3 separate regions of the Mus musculus genome follow, and all the other regions are linked to region 1. The links are chromatin contacts, called in public HiChIP or PLAC-seq and capture Hi-C maps. All regions are on one chromosome and are shown on one strand. The core of a region is the stretch at or near the end of the contact, and the rest is flanking DNA. Distances in the headings are between cores, read along the strand shown.

Region 1 (4,516 bases), core at 1,614-4,113:
CCCTGGAGCTTGCTGCCTGGCCTCTCTGAAAAGTTAGAGAACATCACATAACATGGACCTCACACGTGTGCAACTGCACATGTGCAAGCATGCACAAACAGGCGGACAAAAGAAAGAACTGTTTTAGAATTTATTTACTTGACAAAAATATCTAGTATACATTTATTAAAACTTCTTTCACACACTTCTTGCTTCATGGCCAGGGTAGTCTTCTGAGGTAGTTACTCATTATGGCCATTTTATAAAAAGGAAGGAAAACACAAACACAATTCTGCTCCCAGCCTGGCAAGACCTGTCTTCCTTGAGCTGTATGGCTCAACCTCTCTGCGTACCATGCTCCACTGGGACTCTCAGAACCAGCCCAGTCGGCTTCTCCCTGTGCCAAGGCAAGCTGAGGGAAGCTATCCTGAAAAAAATGCACCTAGTATTTGTAGAGGGAATCCCTCATTCCTCCTTGAGATTAGTCTCTGCTGTGTTTGGCTTAGTGCATGCTAATGCTCGTAGATCAATTTAAGGCTCTTCTTTCTTCCACAGTGAATGTTTTGGGTTTCCCTGTATGCAAACAGGGTGATTTAGGCACCTTTCTGTTACTAGAAGAGTCAACTTGGACCCTGCTAGAGACTTCATCACCAAAGTCATACTTCTCAGGGACACCAGAACCCAGAGTTCTTGTCCCCTCTCATGGCATGTCCACTGGACATCAGTAGATGGATGCCTGCCAGAATGGAAATTATGGCTTTGGAAGGGGACTGGAGGAATGTGGCTGGCTCCAAGCCTCTTCTTTTCCCATTCGACTGGAAGGTTATGTTCATTTGAGCTTTGAAACCAAAAATAAATCATTGTAATCCATTTGCTAATTATACCATGTGAAGTTCTAGACGCTGTAAATTGCAGCTGCAATATATCTAGATGAAGTTTGGAGAGTTTATTTTTAGTGATACCAAAAGCACTTGGCTTCCTGGAGGCTTCATTTGCTGGTCTGGGAGTGGAGAGAGAGCTGCGTGGACACAGCCCTTCTGGTCCCTCTGCTGATCCCTGGTTGTAGTGACTTAGCCTGAAGCCCTTTCTAAGTTCTGACTCTGATCTTTTGACTGTGGGAACTGGGATATGTCTGGATGTAGGTCTCCAATGTTAAATTCACCTGGAGCATGTCAAAATCCACCTCACTGACGTGTTTGTGAGCCACGGTGCACGAATTTCATGTTCAATGGGAACATCCTCCCCTTTTGGGCTCCTTATCTGTTGGATGGATTCGATATTTCCTTAGTTCCCGGTGTTTTTATTTTCATCCACTGAGACCTGCATTTGACGATTTTTGGATGCCAACGCCATCTTGTTTCCATCGCTGACGTTTGTGTGCCAAGCCCTAGGTTTGGTTCTGAATGGATCAGGAATGAACTGACTTCACCTTCAAGCCCAGCGACAGCAGTGAAGATGCTGCAGCTCCTCTTGAACTGTGACATTCGTGATGGATGATGGAATGCCAAGTGAGACTTAGCTAGCAAAGATGATCTGGAGTGAAAGTGGGTTCATTTACACCTCTTAAAGAAAGGGAAGGCGAATCTCTCAAGAATGAGAAGGCATTTGAGTGTGGCTTGATGTGTAAATGCGATTCTAAAATGTGGTGATTGGGTAAGGAAATTGACAAGACCTGGTTTAGTAACCTTGGCAACCGTCCTGGCTAGATAGATCACGAGAATTTCGTCCATGCACAAGTTCTGAGAAGAACTTCTCCCTTACCCAAGCACCATGACTTCTAACTTCTAGTAAGCTTCTTCCTATTATAACAATAGCCTGTTGTTGTGTTTCCAAGGGTGAGCATTTAAAAAACATCTTTAGGGGTGCTGGAGAGATGGATTATCAATTAATGCTCTTCCAGAGGACTCTGGTTCAAATCTCAGCACCTACATGCAACACAACTATCCATGACTCCAGTTCAAAAGGTTCCAATGCCTTCTTTATTATCCATGTATCCTAGACATGCATGTAGTAACATACAGGCAAAACATGGCTATGCACATAAAATAAATAAATCCAATTAAATTAAAATCAACAATCAAAGAGAAAAAGCAAAGCAAGAACAAAAGAAACACTGGTAACAAATCCCTTTGTTTGGTTGCTTCTATTTAGACTTCTAGAAAGCAGTATGCTCTGTATGTTCAATTCTTAGGGGACCAATGGGTAGCTTGGGATACAGAATTTTCATAATGAGGGATGGGAGTAGTTTCGTTGAGTAGGCTTGGCAGAGCAGGGCCTGGACCAATGGGTTGTGTTTCAGACCAGAGGCCTTCTGGGGGAGGCAGAACGAGGTGAAGGGAGGACAGTGTAACATCATGGGGAGATGGTAATCTCAGAGGCCAAGAACTAGGAGGCTGGCAGGAGTGAGGACCACAGTGGAGCCTATATGCTCTGGATTAGATGAAACAGGAGTTTGACTCCTAATCTCCCAAGTCTTGGCTGAGTGGTCCTAGGACTTTATAAGACTTTTCTACCCTTCCATTCTCTCATCTGAGAAATATAAAGAATAGCATCTACCTCTGGTGGTTATTGTGCAAATGAAGAGAAATAAATGATGTTCAACACATTAACCGGCATGAAGGTATTGTGCACTTAATAAATGGTGGCTTAGGGTCATTGTTCTTTCTGAAGTGATTCTAATGAAATCATAGAAATTCAAATTCCAATGCCAAAGGGACTTCTTAGAAGATGGAAAAGGCAGGGGAAGCCCGTGGCATAAATGCTGAGGCAGGACAGTTTCCAGAAGGATGGGCAGTTCCTGTGACTGATGAGTCAGAGAGGCCACCGTGGATCCATCCTTTGCAGTGTCATCGTCACGATCCTGATGAGAGCATTCAGCAGATGAGAGTCACACCACAGCGATCCGTGAAGAGCAAGCGTAGGCAAGAAAGACGCAGACAGATCTTCCAGCTAAGCTCGGAGGAGAAAAGAGCACACGGTGGGGGCGGGGGCAAGGTCACCGGAAGGGCGTGTGCTAGAGGAAGATTCCTGGAACTCTGTCAGCATCGAGCTGCTCTGCTCGCCGCCCACTACCTAACCCCAGCCCTCTTCCAGAATTACATCTGCCAAGGAGATTGCCTCTGAATTTACCTCCTGAGGTTGTATATTAAAATCTTGACAGAATGTAATCTTGGAATGAAGCAGGTTAGAAAGGAGGGCGGCATTGCAGGTGATCAGGGGAGCGGATCTAGAGGACAGTGACTGAGAAGACATATCTGATCAGGGCAAGGAGGGCAGCATTGCAGGTGATCACGGGGCAGGTCTCACAGACAGTGAGGGAGAAGATGTATTTGAGAGGGCAAGGAGTGACAGAGGGAAGAGTAAGAGATCCAGGTTCCAGTACTCAGGGCAGAGTGTATAACTGCACGTGCACTTTCATGCACAAGCATGCATACACAACACATACATGCATGCGTGCGCGCACACACACACACATCAGGAGTTTCTTCCTTTGCTACCTTTTACCTTTCTGAGTTGACACCATGGCTTCTATTTAGACAGACTTGCTAAGACCCAGTGACAAATGTGCTTATTATTTAGAAACTTCAAATGGTTGGAGAGCATGAGACACTGTCGTTTATATTATTATAAGCAAAAGCTAGCCCAACCTGGGCAGCTTTCGCTTTTACTCTCCTTGGTTTTTGTGGTTTGTTGTTGTTTTTCTGGCTTTTGTCACCAGAACTAAGTGTAATTTGGAGCTGTCTGCGTTGCTCACAACCTCTTTTACCAGCAAAGAAATGGGAGTGTAGAAGGGGCTGAAAGAAACTGGCCTAAGCAGGGCTATGGCTAGAGTGCTTGCCTACAGTACCCAAAGTCAATCCCCACTTAGCACTCTGGAGGTGGGAGCAGGAGGACTCGGTGTTAAAGGTCATCTTCAACTACATAGTGACTTTGTGGCCAGTCTGGCCCTGTCTTAAGAAAGAAGGGTGAAGATAGGAGGGAGAAAGAAGGAAAGAATGGAGAAAGGAAGGCAGGAAGAAAAAAAACTGGCCAGAGATCACATCAGAAAACACATTAATATTCTAAGCATATACGCAACATTTACAAAAGTTGACTACATCTTAGTCCATAAAACATTTCCCAATAAATTTCAAGGAATCAGAATCCTACAGACCGCATTTTCTCACCACAATGCAATTAAGCTAAAAGTCAATAACAGGAAGATGAGACGTTTTCTATTTTGTATCTTTTAAAACTGTATTGAGAGATTTTACAAACACACTACTAACTCACTCTTGGGTCAAAAAGAAATGACAATAGAAATTATAAAATAGTTACAAATGAACTATCAAGGAAATATTAAATATCAAAAGTTGTGGAATACAGCCAAGACAACACTTAGAGGGAAATTTATGATCTTCAGTGCTTATGTTAGAAAAAGAAAAGGGCTAAAAATTAATGAATGGCCTATGTATCCAATTTAAGCACAACAATAGTCATAAATCAGTCGGCTTAGAGTTGATACCAACAGCAGAGCCAGAATTCTGGTCATAGATAA
Region 2 (4,468 bases), core at 1,117-3,616, 290 kb before region 1:
GTACAGGGGGGTTAAATGCTTTATAGACAAGAAAAAAAAACTGCGCTAGAACCAACTTATTCATCATCATCATCTTCTTCTTCATCTTCGTCTTCCTCTTCTTCCTCCTCTTCTTCATCCTCTTCATCCTCCTCATCATCTTCCTCTTCCTTCTTTTTCTTGCTCTTTTCAGCCTTGACCACCCCCTTTTTCGCTGCATCAGGTTTTCCTTTAGCTCTGTAGGCAGCAATATCCTTCTCATACTTCTCCTTCAGCTTGGCAGCTTTCTTCTCATAGGGCTGCTTGTCATCTGCTGCAGTGTTGTTCCACATTTCTCCTAGTTTCTTTGCAACATCACCAATGGATAAGCCAGGATGCTCGCCTTTGATTTTGGGGCGGTACTCAGAACAGAACAAGAAGAAGGAGGCCTCTTGGGTACATTGGGGTCCTTGAACTTCTTTTTGGTCTCCCCTTTGGGGGGGATGTAGGTTTTCATTTCTCTTTCATAACGAGCCTTGTCAGCCTTTGCCATATCTTCAAATTTCCCCTTTTCTTTAGCAGACATGGTCTTCCACCTCTCTGAGCACTTCTTGGAGAACTCTGAGAAGTTGACAGAAGCATCCGGGTGCTTCTTCTTGTGCTCCTCCCGGCAAGTTTGCACAAAGAATGCATATGAGGACATTTTGCTTCTCGGCTTCTTAGGATCTCCTTTGCCCATGTTTAGTTGATTTTCCTCCGCGAGGCACAGAGTCGCCCAGTGCCCGTCCGGCTCGCGCTTGCCCCGGCGCTGTCTCTATGGAGCTCAATGTACTGCAATGGCTGTCTTATCAGAACATTCTTAGAATAGGACCTTCAGCAACTTGCTTAACTTCTCTGTTTCATTTTTAAATTACATGTATTTATTGCCTATATGTGCATCACACGCATATGCACGACGTGCCAGGATACTAGTGTGGACATCAAAGGATGTCTTAGTGAGAGTTATTATTGCTGTGACAAACACGCCATGACCAAAAGCACCTTAAGGAGAAAAGAGTTTGTTAGACTTACACATCACTGCGCATCACTGAAGAAGTCAGGGCAGAAACTCAAGGCAGGAATCTGGAGGCCGGAGCTGGTGCAGAGGCTATGGAGGAAAGCTACTTATTTGATGGTTCCCATGGCTTCTTCAGCCTGCTTTCTTACAGAATCCAGAACCATCAGCCCAAGGCTGGCGCCACCCACAAAGGGGCGGGCCCCACCCTCCCCCACCAATCATTCATTAAGAAAATGCTTTACAGCCTGCCTGCAGCCAGATCTTATGGAAGTGTTTTCTCAGTTGAGGCTTCCTTCTCTCAGATGACTATAGCTTGGATCAAGTTGACATAGCACTAGCCAGCACAAATGACAATGTATGAGAGTTAGTTTGCTTCTTTGTGGAACCCAGGGCTCAGTCTCAGGTGGCCAGATTTGGCAGCAAGTTCCTTGACTTGCTGATAGCCTTTTGCTAGTTCTTGCTTAACGTCCCCGTGTCTCAGTTTTCTCACCTATGTTGTGGAAATAGTGACTGTGTCGATCACATGGCCTGGAGCTACAACTGAAATGAGGTAACCCTCTTTGCTGTTTTCCAGAAGTGTTCAGGCCATGCAGGGTCTATTAACATCCGTTTCTTAATTCAGTGAAGGAATTTTTGCTAAGGATGTGTAAAAGCCAGATAGGCCGTAAGGAGCAGAGTGGAGGACAAGATCCAACCATTTCCCTAAAAGAGTATTTGTGATGATCCTAGGGCGTGCTCCCCTTACTTGCAGACAGTTTAAGTTGTCATTTATTCCCAAATACCAGCTTCTCTTTCCATCAGGCCGAAAGACAGCTCACGGGTTAGATAGGCAGGCAGCACAGAAATTCACTGAGTCAGCTGGCCAGAGAGTAGTCATGGCTTCCCCTCTTGCTTTTTACAAATGTGGTTGAGCTAGAAAAGGCCAGGAACCGGGGGTGGGGTGGGGGCGGGGGTGGGGGGGTGTCTTCTGACACCGACTGTCCATACGCTGCGGAGCCAGCAGGGGGGAGTGGGGGTGGGTTCAGTACTCTCACGCCCTTTCCTTGGATAGCAAGAGGATCCCACAGATGATACATCCGGGAAGCTCCAGGCCACACCCAAGGACTTCCAGGAACCTTCCCGGTTCTCCTCAGCCTTCACTACTGTTCAGCATTCAGCTCTGACCATTTCTAGGCGGTGCCCCCTTCTCCTTCACAGGCTCCCCCTCAGGGTGGGTGAGGAATGGAAAGAATTGCAGATGTAGAGGTTGGGGAAAGATGGAAGGAGTCGGCTTGCTTAGGTGCTGTGCTATTGTTATTCAGGTTAAGGAACATCCAGTCTCTTATGCTAAATATCTCAACAGGGTGGGCATTCAATGGGGAGCTTTTCTAGGGAGCTTTCTACTTACATTTAGCTGCCTGAAGCCTGGGGGCGTGCCCTGACCCTTTCCTTACCCTCTAATTGTGAAAGTCTGCCGGGGCCTATCAGTGGGTATCTAAATCCTATGAAACCAGCTTGGCATTTGATAAAGTATCAGACAGACAGCAGGCATGAAGCATTGGCCGCTCCCCCTCTGTGATCCCTTGCCTGGAATTCTCACATCCAGCAACCCTTCTGTAGTAACTGCTGGTCTCCAAACAGAAGTTGTTATTTTTTCAAATAAATATGTTTCCTAATTAAAACTTGCCCTTTAAAGACTCACACGTTCTTGGCCCCACTTTATGTTTTCCTTTCCTTGTAACATATTACAGAATCAATAAGGGCAATGCAAATATCTTTAATATATACAGCTCCAACGGCTCTAATAACGCATCTGCCTCCACACAATCGCCCTCTCCCCTCACCAGCCCAGCTGATAATTTCTGCTGATTTGTTAAATGCCTTGGTATTTCACTCTGGATGATAAAGCCTGGAAGGCACTTAGCTCTTCAGGGGATTGGGGAGGGCACATTGAAAAGGGACAAAGTGGATGGTGGAGATTTCCAGCCATGTCTGTGGTTTTTATGACAGTTCTTATAAACAAGGAACAATTAGTATCCGAGGCAGAGAAAGTACAGAAAGAAAGAAAAGAAGAAAGAGAGAAAGAAAGAAAGAAAGACAGAAAGAAAGAAAGAAAGAAAGAAAGAAAGAAAGAAAGAAAATGTCTATTACTCATAACCCCACCATCCTCAGTCAAAAATTTGACAATATTTTTATATTTCTTTTCTTTTGTTCCCTAGTTAATTTTTGCTAGAGGATTTCAAAAATATAATTATCAATTTTGAATTGTTTTAAATTTTGTTTACAAAATAGCAATATCCTAACGGACTGAAAACTAGACCAAAATATTATTTGAGAGTATACACATAATACTCTAACGAAGGCTGTTCCAATATTACTTTTCTTTTTTTTTTCTTTTTTAAATATTTTTATTAGGTATTTTCCTCATTTACATTTCCAATCCTATCCCAAAAGTCCCCCATACCCTCCCCCTCCACTCCCCTACCCACCCACTCCCACTTTTTGACCCTGGCATTCCCCTGTACTGGGGCATATAAAGTTTGCATGACCAATGGGCCTCTCTTTCCAGTGATGGCGGACTAGGCCATCTTTTGATACATATGCAGCTAGAGACAAGAGCTCCTGGGTACTGGTTAATTCATATTGTTGTTCCACCTATAGGGTTGCAGTTCCCTTTAGCTCCTTGGGTACTTTCTCTAGCTCCTCCATTGGGGGCCCTGTGATCCATCCAATAGCTGACTGTGAGCATCCACTTCTGTGTTTGCTAGGCCCCGGCATAGTCTCCCAATATTACTTCTCATACTTGATCTTTTATGCTGGTTTTTGATCTTTTTATCTCTGTCTTCATTATTATAAATGATGTAAATCTTTTGTATATTATACCGTGTCCCAACCTTTGGTGTAATACACATACACTAAGAAGGTCTTCTCTTCTCTTCTCTTCTCTTCTCTTCTCTTCTCTTCTCTTCTCTTCTCTTCTCTTCTCTTCCCTTCCCTTCCCTTCCCTTCCCTTCCCTTCCCTTCCCTTCCCTTCCCTTCCCTTCCCTTCCCTTCCCCCCCTATGTCTCTCTCTCTCTAATGTCATTTGTTTTCTGTGGCCTTAGAGAGCCACACAGGAGCATGAACAAATGCACTTAGCACACAGTTGGACTATCATCTGATGACAATGGACCTCATTTCCCCTCTACTTCCTTCTGAACCCGTTCCACACTGCAAGGAATTCTTCCATCATCCACCAGGATAACCAAACTGAAGAAAGATTGTTACCTTTAACTTCTAGCCCAGTCCCCTCTGGGTGGCCACCCAAAATGTCCACCTCACCATACAAACCTACTTGCTCTCAAACCTCTTCTCTTCTTCATGACAAATGCCTTAGTTTACATGAATCGCCTACTTGTTTCTGTCTTTTGTCTTCTCAAACTACCCCATTCCTTCTTTTTCCCTCCCTCCTGCTTCCAAATCATCTTGTTTCAA
Region 3 (4,303 bases), core at 625-3,124, 430 kb before region 1:
ATAGCTGAGAAGCACCTGAAACAATGTTTAACATCCTTAATCATCAGGGAAATGCAAATCAAAACAACCCTGAGATTCCACCTCACACCAGTCAGAATGGCTAAGATCAAAAATTCAGGTGACAGCAGATGCTGGCGAGGATGTGGAGAAAGAGGAACACTCCTCCATTGCTGGTGGGATTGCAAGCTAGTACAACCACTCTGGAGTCAGTCTGGAGGTTCCTCAGAAAATTGGACATAATACTACCAGAAAATTCAGCAATACCTCTCCTGGGCATATATCCAGAAGAACTTCCAACTGGTAATAAGGACACATGCTCCATTATGTTCATAGCAGCCTTATTTATAATAGCCAGAAGCTAGAAAGAACCCAAATGTCCCTCAACAGAAGAATGGATACAGAAAATGTGTTATATTTACACAATGGAGTACTACTCAACTATTAAAAACAATGAATTTATGAAATTCTTGGACAAATGGTTGTATCTGGAGGATATCATCCTTAGTGAGGTAACCCAATCACAAAAGAAGTCATTAGATATGCACTCACTGATAAGTAGATATTAGCCTAGAAACAGAGAACACCCAAGGTACAATTTGCAAAACACAAGAAAATCAAGAAGAGGAAAGACCAATGGGTAGATACTTGGTTCCTCCTTAGAATCGGGGACAAAATACCCATGAAAGGAGTTACAGAGACAAAGTTTGGAGCTAAGACGAAAGGATGGACTTTCCAGAGACTACCCCCACCCGGGGATCCATCCCATAATCAGCCACCAAACCCAGACACTACTGCATATGCCAGCAAGATTTTAATGAAGGGACCCTGGTATGACTGTCTCGTATGAGGCTATGCCAGTGCCTGGCAAATACAGAAGTGGATGCTCACAGTTATCTATAAGATGGAACACAGGGCCCCCAATGGAGAAGCTAGAGAAAGCACCCAAGGAGCTGAAGGAGTCTGCAACCCTATAGGTGGAACAACAATATGAACTAACCAGTACCCCGGAGCTCATGTCTCTAGCTGCATATGTAGCAGAAGATGCCCTAGTCGGCCATCATTGGGAAGAGAGGCCCCTTAGTCTTGCAAACTTTATATGCCCCAGTATAGGGGAATGCCAGGGCCAAGAAGTGGGAGTGGGTGGGTAGGGGAGCAGGGCAGGGGGAGGGTATAGGGAACTTTTGGGATAGCATTTGAAATTTGAAATGTATATAAAGAAAATATCTAATAAAAAAAAGGACACACTTTATAGGAACAGAGGGGGGGAAAAAAGGAAAGGCACAATCCTTTTCAAAGCATATGCTAACAGATGTCATTTCTCCCAGCCTTAATTTATTGATCATAGACTCACAAAATGGTAGGCTAAGTAATTTCTTGAAGCATGAACCTTAACAAATGGGATGATGCTCATCCTCACTGTCTGTTCTCCCTGGAAATCCATCAAAGCATTGGAACTTTCCAAGGCCAGCGGTTTTTGCTATTGTTGTTGGTTTGTTTGTTTGTTTTGTTTTGTTTTTTGTTTTTTGTCTTAAATTTTTTTAATTTAATTTAATTTTAATTTATTTTTACACTCCATATTCCATTCCCTGCCCCCCTCCATTCAGCCTCTGTCTGCTCCCCACCCTACCCTATCTGCATATGCATGCCCCCACCCCACCCTACCCTATCTGCATATGCATGCCCCCACCCCACCCTACCCTATCTGCATATGCACGCCCCCACCCAACCTGACCTCTAAACTCCATGGGACCCCCAGTCTCTTGAGAGTTAGGTGCATCATCTCTGAATAAACACAGACCTGGAAGTCCTCTACTGTATGTGTATTGGGAGCCTCATATCAGCTGGTGTATGCTGTCTGTTCTGTCTATTTGGTGGGTGGTCCAATGTTTGAGAAATCTTAGGGCCCAGATTAATTGAGACTGCTGGTTCTACAGGGTCACCCTTCTCCACAGCTTCTTTCAGCTCTCCCTAATTCAACAACAGGGGTCAGCTGCTTCTGTCCATTGGTTGGGTGCCAAATATCTGCATCTAACTCTTTCAGCAGCTTGTTGGGTCTTTCGGAGGGCAGTCATGATAGATTCCTTTTTGTGAGCTCTCCATAGCCTCAGTAATAGTGTCAGAAGGCCAGCGTTCTTGACAAAGTGTAGCCCTCCCCCTAAGACCACCACCACCTCCACCCTCATCAGTATCTCCTGGGAAATCATCAGAAATGCAAATTCTTGAACAACTCAATCAAATCGATGAACTAGAGATAAGGCCAGGAATCTGAGCTCTAAATTCCTTTCAGGAAGCGTGGTGTGTGCTAAATTTTGAGAGCTACTGCCATAGAGGAATGAGACCTTGGGACACAAGCATTTCTTTTCTAACTGCAAACATTTATAGAAGCTACTGAGGCAAGTCTGAAACTCAGCACTCAAGAAACATTCACAGAGATACACAAAACAGTCTATCCTTAAGAAATCAGTAGTCCAGCAAAATTATAAATAATTTTGCTATTTAGCTAGCTAAACTAAGAGGCAGAAGAGTGGAGTGTCATGCTACTGGACGAGAAATGGGCAATAGAATCATCTCTGGGGATTTAAAAATTATGTATCCCAAGTAGCAGATTCAGAAGTCTGGGATGGATTCCAGCAACCTTTTCTTACTTGAGAACACTGGGTCGTGACAATGAGCACGGGTCTGAAGCAAGACTGGGTTGTGCCCTGTGTCAGCTCTGTGTCCTTGGGGTAGCTGGATATTCTGCTCAGGGACAGAGGGCTAGTACAATGATTACAAGCATGGGCTCTGAAGAAGGACTCCCTGGGTCTGAACTGAAGCACCACAACACACAAATGATGTAGCCATGGGTAAGGTACTTCAGTTCTCTGTACCTCCGTCTTCCTCTCTAAATGGTAGGGATGCTCAATAAGTTAACTTAGTCTTAAGATTAAGTTGGTAAGATATATATGACTTGAGATATATATGGTATATGTATCATATATACAGGACTTGAATCAGTAATGTAACATAGATTTGTGGTAATAATGATGATGATAGCTTCAAATGAAGATAAAATAATAACATTTAGTTAAAGTGTTCTTGGAACAATATTAGATAATAAAATACAAAAAAATAAGGAAAGGTTTGTTTCCATTTCTAGCTTAGGGTCTAACTACACATTATTTTTTCCTTCTATGTGCATACATCATTCTCTGAAAATATACAGTGGAGAGAAATACTTTGTCAAGGAGTTTTGGGTATCCCAGCCCCTTGCATCCACATGGCCCAATGGATATCTTCACTTCTCTGTAATACTCCTAAGCTTCCGCTTTGCTTTTGACTTCCTGAGAAGATCAGTGTAGTCTATCTCCTGAGCTTTGAGGATTCAATCAGAAGCCTTTCGTTTTAAATAATCATCTCCACATGCTTCTGCAAAGCACTGTGCTTGTGAAGTGCCGGAAACCTTGATAAAAAGCATGTTCTGACTCGTAGACACAGGACTGGTCCTGAGAGCTCACCTTTAAAATAAGCTTCCAAACGCTGCTAGTTGCCAGCACATGCATTGCTTTAGCAGAGTCCTGCAGTGGCCTCAACACTTCCACAGGAGCATCCACATATCCTCAAACTGTTCTAGATTTCATTTGCAAGCTCCTAAAAGCAAAATAGCACAGTAGAAGAAGTTCTAAATCCAGAGGAGGAGGCCAGGTTCTGAATTCTGCCTTAGCTTCCCATAAGGCCAGTGACCTTAAGAAACACATTTCTGAGAATTCCCAGTATTTTCTAACTATATCTCCTTAACAGGGCATTGTGAAATCTAGATGATATACTTTACATGAGAACTATGAAGATCAGAAGTCTTAGTGCAAAATGAAGACCATTGACAAGCCTATTGCAAACTACACATACAAATAGTCTGGTGCCTTGTTAACCCCTTGAACTGAAGGAACAGAGCAGGAATGTCTTTCTTCCTTTCTCATATTATACTCATTCTTGGATTTGAACATTTCTGAATTATTCAGTACTCAATATAAATGAGGCTGTATCAAAAAAACTGAAGGGGTATATTATGAAGGGATCATTCAACTATACCCCGTAGTTGAATCTGCTCTTAAATCTGCCTTACTAACTGCTTTTTATAAATAAAGTTTTATTGGAATACAGTCATACACCTATTTGTTACATATTGCTTAAACATGTTTTCATTCTCCCATGTCAGAGTTTAAGAATTGTATCCAAAACCACATGCCCTGCAAAGGTTTAATGATGTTTGTCATCTGAGACTAAGTTTCATTTTGGCTTCTAGTACTGTTGAGATCTGAAGGAG

Evidence for each region. HiChIP or PLAC-seq counts read pairs in DNA pulled down with a chosen protein or histone mark. Capture Hi-C pulls out chosen DNA fragments and counts their contacts.
Region 2: an H3K27ac HiChIP or PLAC-seq map of embryonic stem cells shows a contact between it and region 1, with 7 read pairs. The contact joins two enhancer-like sites. A contact is called at or near these places in 13 of 484 Hi-C or Micro-C datasets (the N1E-115 cell line, cerebral cortex, cochlea and 3 more), 16 of 115 datasets of contacts at active chromatin or transcription factors (craniofacial prominence, embryonic basal ganglia, embryonic forebrain and 9 more) and 1 of 9 other capture datasets (liver).
Region 3: a capture Hi-C map of embryonic stem cells shows a contact between it and region 1, with 2.8 times the contacts expected there. The contact joins two enhancer-like sites. A contact is called at or near these places in 2 of 115 datasets of contacts at active chromatin or transcription factors (both in embryonic stem cells) and 1 of 9 other capture datasets (embryonic stem cells).

The regions. Positions count from the first base shown.
Region 1 is chr7:96,491,333-96,495,848 of GRCm38.p6, forward strand. All of the region lies in intron 3 of Tenm4 (teneurin transmembrane protein 4), which reads left to right. Among named protein-coding and RNA genes, the nearest start is that of Gm15412, 150 kb to the left of the region's middle. Within about 2 kb of position 2,864, at least 10 of the 459 cell types and tissues checked have an H3K27ac peak or open chromatin away from gene starts, as enhancers often do. A contact at or near this core is called in embryonic stem cells, where this site is marked.
Region 2 is chr7:96,202,840-96,207,307 of GRCm38.p6, forward strand. The region is part of intron 1 of Tenm4 (teneurin transmembrane protein 4); the gene reads left to right. It also overlaps the pseudogene Gm8319. Among named protein-coding and RNA genes, the nearest start is that of Tenm4, 34 kb to the left of the region's middle. Within about 2 kb of position 2,367, at least 13 of the 459 cell types and tissues checked have an H3K27ac peak or open chromatin away from gene starts, as enhancers often do. A contact at or near this core is called in embryonic stem cells, where this site is marked.
Region 3 is chr7:96,060,002-96,064,304 of GRCm38.p6, forward strand. No RefSeq gene overlaps it. Among named protein-coding and RNA genes, the nearest start is that of Tenm4, 110 kb to the right of the region's middle. Within about 2 kb of position 1,875, at least 4 of the 459 cell types and tissues checked have an H3K27ac peak or open chromatin away from gene starts, as enhancers often do. A contact at or near this core is called in embryonic stem cells, where this site is marked.